Regions from separate parts of the Rattus norvegicus genome. Here region 1 is linked to region 2. Evidence: chromatin contacts called from public Hi-C data. All regions are on one chromosome and are shown on one strand. The core of a region is the stretch at or near the end of the contact, and the rest is flanking DNA. Distances in the headings are between cores, read along the strand shown.

Region 1 (4,525 bases), core at 1,483-3,982, 110 kb before region 2:
GGTTTTGTGGTTGGGTTGGTATTCCCATTCCTCCATTGGAAGTCTGGCCTAGTTATAGGATATGACCATCATTTTGTGATTTTTAACTGAGTTAGCAGTAGTTCATAGCTCAGAATGCTTCTTATATATATATTTTGTTGTTGACTACGTATCTTATTTTCAGTATTTAAAGGGAAGATACACACATATATTCTTGCAATTTTGTGGCCTGTAAAGGGGAAATATGTCTTACTGTCAGATTGTCAACACAGTTGCTTTTGTCAGCACAGCTGTCCAAGGTTGTGGTGAGATGACGATTGGATGCACACTGCTTTGTATCCCATAACACCCTCCTCGGACTGGAAGCAGAGGGCAGAGGGCAGTGTCTGCTCACTTGGTCATCCAGGCTGATGAGCTGTTGCTGTGTGTCCAGTGTTGCACTGGGAACAAAACCTTCAGGAGAGACTTTCCTACATGGGAGAGAAACTGGGGAAGCTTTCTGTGTAATAGTTCTCAGTTCCTTCAGCACTTTGCAGGCTGTTCAGAGTGGTGGCGTTGGGGTGGGGCATCCTCATTAAGTCTCCCTTTCAGACCTGGTGGGTTGCCATGTTCAGAGGGTATTCACAGACTAGTCCCTACTTAGAAATGGGCTGTCAGGATGTTTCCTTTTGTTGTTTTTTATTTTGTTTTTACTTTGATAGAGTCCCATGTTAAGCCTTAAACACTATGTCGTCCAGGGTGAATTAGAATTTATTATTTTTTTATTTTTTTAAGGTTTCTTTGAATTAGAATTTATAACCCTCCTGCTTCTATCTCCTGAGTTCTGTGTTTACAACTGTACCACTGTGCCCAGGTCCCTAAGTGTTTTCAGAAGAAAACAGGCAGTGGAGCACAAAGCTCACATAACTGCTTTCCAGGATATGCTAGAATAATTAAGCTGTGGTCCCTAAAGGAAGTCAACCCAGGAACTAGGGATGATGGTCCACATCTGTAGTTCTGGAGCTTGGGATGTGAAGCAGTGTGGCCTGGACTTCAGAGTCTTGCTCAGCTGCACAGTGAGTTCAAGGCCAGCAAATCTCACAGGAGACCATGTGAAAAAGCAGAGGGGAAAAGGGAGGGGGAAGGAGCTCGGTGGCTTACGGGACATTTCATGTACTACTTACAACATTTCAATTCATGGTGAAACTGCTGATGCAGTTGCCTTGGCTGCTGCTCTCCATATTGTTTTGTGCTGTTACTGTTTGGTAGTTGGATGTCGTTTGTTAACTCCTCAGGGTCCCAGAGATGCTCATGGTAACAGTCTACATAGTTAAAGAAGAGAGTCTTTATCCCACCACTTGGGAGGCAGAGGAAGGCAGGTCTCTGAGTTAAGAGGCCAGCCTGATCTACAAGTGAGTTTCAGACACCAGGGCCACACAATCAGAGGAAGGAAAAGAAAAGAGAACCTTTAAAAAAACAAAATTTAGCAATTTTTCTTCATTGTGTGTTTAAAAGTTACTCCTGGACCTTGGAGTTATATTCCTTGATAAAAACCAGGTCCTCTAGTCTTGTCACTTTATTCTTTCAATTGAAGTCATATGGATACATTGCCTCAAACAGACAAGAAAAAAGAGCAAGATGGACCAAAAATAGGATAATAGAAAGGAGGATGCAGGCGCTGCTGGTGTAGGGCACTCATTGTTGAGGCCTCATGTGAGTTTCCAGAGATGGAGGTGGTGATCTTGAGGGCCCTGCCTTGCTTCCCCTGCTGCTTTCCTAGGTCTGTCCAGACAGGGGAGCTCTGAGCTCTTGCTCTCGCTAGTCTCCCTGTTTCCACCCCTCCTTCCCATCTCCACACATGCACACGCGCACATGCTCCAGCTTCCAGACGGAGTAAGAAAGCAGTGTCTGTACTCAGTCTCCAGACCTTGTTTCTTTGAGGTGTGGCCACACACACAATGCTATGTGACCTCATCTTCTAATCAAGACAGGCATTTGAAATTCTTCTACATTTTTAAGAAATAATTTTAAATTAAAAATTATAAGATTTCAGCAGATAACACCTAGCATTTTCTAATTTTATAGTAAAATGTTTCATTATCAGATTAGGAAGGAAAATTAATGCATTTTCAGTGAAGTGATATTAGATAACAAAAAGAAATATGCCCTAAAAATTTCATCTTCGTTTTCTCATATATTTTAGGATACATTGAGCTCCAGGGATCCTTACCAGTTCTGGGGTTACAGACACATGGGACTATGCCTGATTTTTATGTGGTTGTTAGTTATCTGAACTTAGGTACTCATGCTTGGGTGACAGGCACTTTACCAGTTCCCATCTCCCTGTCCAGCTCTTTTTAGCTGACATCTTTTACATGACAAGAAACCGTTATTTTGGGTGGTGCCAGTGATCAGACCTAGGGCCTGTTAGACAAGGTACAGGTTTTAAAGACTGAAGCAGGCTGTGGCGATACTGCTGAGCTGCATGGTCTTCAAACTGAAGACCATGTGTGCAGTGGGTGGACTTCATTCATCGTTGTGAGAAAAGGGAGCGTGCGCGCTCCCTCTCTCTCTCTCTCTCTCTCTCTTTCTCTCTCTCCGTCCCTCCCTCCCTCCCTCTGTGTGTGTGTGTGTAGCGTTGCTATGTTGTATAATATCTTTTTTATGGAGCCTCATGACTCGAGGCAAGCACCTTACATTGCAACTGAGCCGAGACCTCCAGATCACCTGAATTGTCATGAACTTCTGCTTATCAGACATGTGCACAAAGCTTATGGACTTATGGGTGTATCTGTTCATTAATTGCACTGTATTTTAGATTTTTGATAACTTCTTTTGGTTTGGGTTTTGTGGAAAGCACCTTCTCCCATTTTACTGTTTGTTTGTTTATTGAGACATGGTGTTCTGTAACTTTGTTTGTTATATCATGAAACTGGGAGAATTATTCTAACTTCTCCAACTAGACGCTTTTGAAACTCCATTCGATATATGGCAGTCTCAACCTCCATTTTCCAGACTAGCTCCTGCAGGTAAGAGACAGATGTTGTGATGTGACTAGAAACATCCCAGGTTCTTTAGAAGGAAGGATCTTAGTCACAAATGTGCTGGGTATGCTAGTGCATAGCTGTAATCCCAGCTGGGTCACTGAGGCTGAGGCCAGCCTGGGCTACGTAAGAAGTTCCAGGAAAGCCTGGGATGAAGTGCAAGCCTGCCTCAGCTCTCTACTCACACAAACACAGTTTATTGTAGGCACTGACCTGAGGTCCTGGCAGAGTTACTCTTTTTATTTAAATTACAATAACAGTTTGTTTATTTGGAATCTTGTAAACATTTGTAAAGATTGGCTCTGAGACTCAGAACAGTTTCTAGGATGCCCACAAGATGGCACTTGCCACCCTGTGTCCTCTTTCCCTTCAGTTTAAGGAGAGTCAACAAAATGTACAAAGTTTGAGTCTTAAATTTAGTACTTGGAAATGTGTTCATTTTTAGAGAGGAGCTGGTTCTTCTGTTGAAGATGTTAAGGTTATTTTGAAAGCTGTAAACTAGAAAGGGCTGCCTCCATTCATTGTATTTGCCCTTTAAGTGCCTTAAAAAGAAAATAGGGGCTGGGGATTTAGCTCAGTGGTAGAGCGCTTACCTAGGAAGCGCAAGGCCCTGGGTTCGGTCCCCAGCTCCGAAAAAAAGAACCAAAAAAAAAGAAAAAAAAGAAAAAAGAAAATAGAGGTTTATTTTATTACCTATGTACTGTATATAATGAAATGGAAGATATTTACAAACATACACACACATCACATGCACATTATCAATGGAATATATTATATTCTAGAGCCACTCAAAGTTTAATATATCAATAATAGTCCTTACTATAATGTCGTCTCCATAGGAGCCACACTGCCACCTCATTTCCTTATGAAAAGGCACTGTCTTCCTCTTCATGACAGTGTCTTCAGTTAACCCAGTCCAGTGAGGAGCCAGGGCACAAGTCTATAGATAGAACCTTTTGGACCACAGAGGAAACAGGACTGGCCAAAAATGGGTCTGGATGGACAGACTTGAGTGGCCATTGATAATCTACATATATTTCATATAAACCATTTTCTCTCTTCTATACTGTTTTATTTTAACTTTTCTTTATGAAATAGGGAGCATGAAGTACTCTAGCCACTATCTATTATAAAGAAATTTTAATTTATTGATACTTCTGATAGAATCCTGTTGGCACCACAGGTAAAAGTGCCCTTTTGTAAGAAAGCATGGGAGATGAGGATAGTCTAGTTTTTAGCAATCTTCAAATAATGGCATTTACAAGAACACTGGCCACTGGGCGGAGAGATGGCTCAGAGGTTAAGAGCACTGTCTGCTCTTCCAAGAGGTCCTGAGTTCAGTTTCCAGCAACCACATGGGGGCTCACAACCATCTATAATCAGGTCTGGTGCCCTCTTCTGGCCTGCAGGCATACATGCAGGCAGAAAGCTGTATGATGTATACATAAAAACAAAACAAAACAAAACAAAACAAACCACTGGCCACTAGCAATTGTTTCAGATAATTGTGTAATTTTTATATT
Region 2 (4,776 bases), core at 2,267-4,766:
GATATCAACCATGCCATATGCATGCTTTCTATTCTGGATGAAAATACATACAAATTCCTTGTCTTCATCAAAATATGTAGCCATTTTTGTTCATCTTTAATAAAACTGGAGTTTAGTTAAGCAGCGCCACCACAATGCATTAATAAGAAGTCTGGGTTCACCCTCAGTGGAGCAACTCATGACGTACATGCCACACAGAGTCATGGCCTGGCCCTTCAAAGTCTACCTGGCAGCCGGTTTTTTTGCCTGTTTGGCTTTGCACTTAAATAAAACCTCTCGTGGTATGTGCTAATTTCCTCTGCCTTTAATTCAGGACTCATTCATTGCTCATTACCTTTCTACAGTCATTTTTTTCTTTCCTTGAGCCAGCAAGAAAAATCTTGCATGGGGGTGGGGAGGGGAGTGAGTTGAGGAACACGGGACTTAAATACTGTTACTGGATTTTCATTGGTTGTCTCCTCTCTTACTGTGGCCAGTCTAGTCGTGCTTCCCCTGCAAATCCCTCCCTCTTCACCCCCTCCTGCAAGTGAGTTCGCCGGGTGTCTGTTGCTAGCGACTGACTGCAGGCTGTATGTAGGCATCTCTCATTCAGAATGGACATTGACATGATGAGCAGAGAAGAAAGCTTTCAGCAATGTGTCATTTGTCACAATTGTCAGGCTTTTTAAAAAAGGACTCCCAAAGAGAGATGCTGCATGTTTTCTGTGTTAACACAGACTGATTTCCTCTCCAGACTCTTTAAGTTTGCAGAAGCTTAAATATAGAGCCCTGTTTAAAAAAAAAAAGGAAGAGAGAATTTGTGTGTTAATCGGCCTTGTGAAGAAGTGCTTCATCACCCTTCTGCACCTCCCTGTGCTCTGGTGTGTGGCGTGGCCACGGCTCTCTAGGTTAGGGCTCTGAGCTGGCTGCAGCATGCTCATGTGTTAGCTGAGTAGAGTTCACCGGCAGTCGCAGGCTGATACAGGGTTTTTTGTTTTTTGTTTTTTGTTTTTCTATTCCTTTGAGTATCAAAATGCCATCCAAAGAGTCCTGGTCGGGGAGGAAAACTAATAGAGCTACAGTTCACAAATCAAAGCAAGAGGGCCGTCAGCAAGATTTATTGATAGCAGCCTTGGGAATGAAACTGGGTTCTCAAAAGTCGTCTGTGACAATCTGGCAACCTCTGAAACTCTTTGCTTATTCGCAGTTGACATCACTTGTTAGAAGAGCAACTCTGAAAGAAAATGAACAAATTCCAAAATATGAGAAGGTTCACAATTTCAAGGTAAGAGCATTTGTTTCTAGCCTTTTCTTATGAGGACTGCTCAGTGCTTGGAATGTGCAATGTTCCAGGCTCATCCTTGACAAATTAAGGTGATTTGACTGAAATGTTCTTGCTATTCAAGGAAAGAACATGTTTAAATCCTGGTTTTATTTTATTTAAGGAGGAGCTGAATTGAGCTCATAGAAATCCAGCCCCATTTTCTCAGGTGCTGCGATAATGTTCTCCGGGATCACCGTGTGCACACTGCTGAGCTTAGCTGATGTTATAAAGGTCTCTAACATGAGTTTGGTCTTGCATGTATGTATCTGTTTTGCAATGTATCTACTTCTGTTGGTGATTTCAGGAAGGGATTAGGTCTTATCTGTCCAATTCTGGTCAGAGGCTTTGCTGTAGCAGGCATGTGTAGTTGAATCTGGAGTGAGCAGATGGTATGCATTTCCCATAGTTTCTGTCTTCTCTCCTTCTTCCGTTAATAAATTGACCACAATAAAAGGAAGATTGCTGCCCTGTGACCATAGAGGCTCTGACTGGCAGCTTCCCTATGTTTCTCTGTGGCGGCTTTCACCTTGCTTATATTGTTTTTAATTCTTGCTGTAATATGTTTTATGCAGTGTACCTGAATCTTCCTTTATGGAGATTATATATATGTATATGTATGTTGGCCTGAGATGTATCTAGATCTAACCTATACTTACTGTGTGATGTAAGGCCTTGAAGTTGTGCCCTTTACATGCTAAATCAGGGATGTGGAACTTGAAGCCATGTGTAAGGAGACCCAATCACCCTGAGCAGGCAGCTGAGCCAGCATTTCTATAGCACCTTCCCGATAGTACAAAAGTTCCTATAAAAGTTGTCTAAAGACTCAAGAATCTTGAGTTTACACAGAATATTATTAATGCTGATATTAGAATGGGAATATTTGATTGCAAAAAAGGTATTAGATCTGGAAATTTGGTTTTTTTATGTTAATTTATTTAACATTTATTCAGCATATAGAATGCACCAGACTCTCTACTAAGGGACTTAATCCCAGATTTATAATTCATCCTGACTTTGAACACTAGCATTTATTTTACTCATGCTAAAAAACAAAACAACAAGCAAACAAACATGCCTCTGTGTACTCCGTGTTTTCTGTAGTGAGGAATAGATCGCAGTCTTCATACTGTTTGGGGGTTAATGATGTGAACCTTACTTTTCAATCAATATTTTGCTTTAATATGGAATTGAGACAGTTCAACGAATCAAAAATTGGCAGAAAATGGAAATATGTACATCCAGTCTTAGCCACATCATCCACTTATAAACCAAAAATAAACAAAACAAATAAATACCTGAAGGCTGCTGAGTTTGAGTGATTTATAGCCTGGTCTTACAGGACTTTTACCAGGAAAATGGCCCATGAAATGTCTATGCATTTGAAGGGAAGAATCATCCACATATTCTAGAAATTCTGGGACTTCCAAAGTATCTTCAAAGAGGTGCATCTCACAGGCAAAGCCAGCCTATGAGATGATCCTGGCAGTGCTAAATCGGGGTCTGTAAATGCTTCTTACCTGTATTGGTTAGAAGTAAACGGGTCTGTTGAATAATTTGCATGAACAAGCATATACTTTCCCTTCTCCTGCAGATTATTTCTTTTAGGGTTTTTTTTCCACACAGCGTTATAAGAAGTAAACTCTGCGCATCCAGAAGTATTAGCTGTGTGACCCTCACCACCACAGCTGGAGACTGAGCCTAGACCCCTGAACAGCCAGGCAGACACTGTACCAGGGGCTCTACCCCAGCCTCAGCACACTTGTCTGTTTATTTGGGTTTTCTTCTGTTTTAAGCACATTGAAACATGGGAGACTTCTTTCTCTGGAGTTCACAGATAAAACCTAGCTGAGGCCTGTTCTTTAACTCTCCATGTCAAGAAGGGTTTTCTGTGGGACAGTGAAGCATTCTACACAGTGTTTAGAATCACTAATAAGGTCAGAAGTCTCAGAATTTGACTCCTCCTATTAAAAATAACTTATTTTTAAAATGTGCCTGTGGAGTAACATTTTCAAAAATGTTTTTAAAAAAAAGTAAGAAAGAAAAAAGAAGGGGTCCTACTTGATTTCAGAGAATATTCCTGAAAGAATTGCAGCCCTAGCAGGACCTCCCTCCATCAGATGCTGGCCTAGAAGGGCACTGCCTGTGGTCCTCATGTGCGGTCAGCTCTACTGTGGGAAAACTGGACTGTTTCCATGGTTGCCAGCCATGTGATCTGCCTGCAGCTTTCTTTCTCTCAGTGGAGTGTTTTCCAGTGACCTCAGGCCCCTCACCAAAGCCTCCTTTCAGTGTGCTTTTCTCTTCAGCCTCTTGAGCTGCTCGTTATGTAATGCTGCTTGGCGGTGTGCACAGCTGTCAAATCTCATTTTGGGGTGAATGCAAGAGCACCGGTTACCTTTGGTGGAAACACTCACCAAGGAGGAAGCCATTCGGAGCAGCTGGACCTGTGACTGGGGATTTGTAGGAGGAACATTTAAAAATGGATTCTGCTTTTATGTAACCTTTTCCTCTCCTCCCGACCCCTCCTCTCCCGCTCTTGTTCACTCCCCTCCCCTCTGCTGTTCTTGCATCAGAGAAAGGCTCCTGTATCTTAGGGAAGTTATCATTTTAGCAGTAAATATACCACATTCTGTAGAAGCTTGGTAAGATGTCAGTATAAATTTGAGCATAATTCCAAAAGAACTAGCAGAAGGAATTCTAGATATTTTTACCAAAATGTAAAATGAAGCAAATGTTTCAAGAGACATGTTTATCGTGATTTGAATATTAGAGATGTATACCCATGTAACATCACACAGTACCTCATAATTTTTAGTTTTTATTTATAATTACATATAAATTTATACATATATTAGGTACCATGTGATATTTCTAAATGTATATAAACTTTTGACATGAAACTTTCATTTAACTTTTATTTAACATGAAAATTGAATGTATTTCTAACTAATCAAATTCTTTGAAGAGTTACTCTATTCTGAGCTGATGAAATGGCTCTGTAGGTCCAGGAACTTCCTTGGCTCCTGGCTGAGGGTTTTATCTCTGGGATCTGCATGGTGGAAGTAGAGAACCATCTGTGTGCATGTCTCTATGCACCAGGAACACGCACTAAGTGAAGAGGGTTTTTATTGTAAAGAGCGTTACTCCGTCCTAATACCACATGTAGAAAACAAAACTTAAAAAAAAATCAAAAGGAACACAGAAGCAGTCAGCTGCCCCCGACCCTCCACTGTCATTGATTGCATCCGACTTCTGAGGCTCTGGGAAGGACTGGAGACTCAGCCTCTGTCCTTAGGCATTTGCTGGTGACACGGACCATTGCCTAATTGGCCTGAATGCTTAATCTCTCTAAGCCTCTCTTGTAGAGCAGAAAATTTAAGTTCCTGGTCTATGTAGGCACATGGACCACTATTTTTATTATGACATATTATCTCTAACTGGGTTTTTTTCTGGATTTATATCGATTGATTCATTTA

Evidence for each region. Hi-C and Micro-C count contacts between places; a contact is called where the count stands out from the background.
Region 1: a contact with region 2 is called in a Hi-C map of frontal cortex, with 3 times the contacts expected there. The contact joins two enhancer-like sites. A contact is called at or near these places in 2 of 12 Hi-C or Micro-C datasets (frontal cortex and prefrontal cortex).

What each region holds. Positions count from the first base shown.
Region 1 is chr3:79,064,293-79,068,817 of GRCr8, reverse strand. The region is part of intron 1 of Chn1 (chimerin 1); the gene reads left to right. Among named protein-coding and RNA genes, the nearest start is that of Chn1, 17 kb to the left of the region's middle. Within about 2 kb of position 2,732, at least 31 of the 93 cell types and tissues checked have an H3K27ac peak or open chromatin away from gene starts, as enhancers often do.
Region 2 is chr3:78,956,496-78,961,271 of GRCr8, reverse strand. Chn1 (chimerin 1) reads left to right here. Exons shown (of 13, transcript NM_001399177.1): 7 at 1,187-1,264. Among named protein-coding and RNA genes, the nearest start is that of Serpinb8l1, 50 kb to the right of the region's middle. Within about 2 kb of position 3,516, at least 44 of the 93 cell types and tissues checked have an H3K27ac peak or open chromatin away from gene starts, as enhancers often do.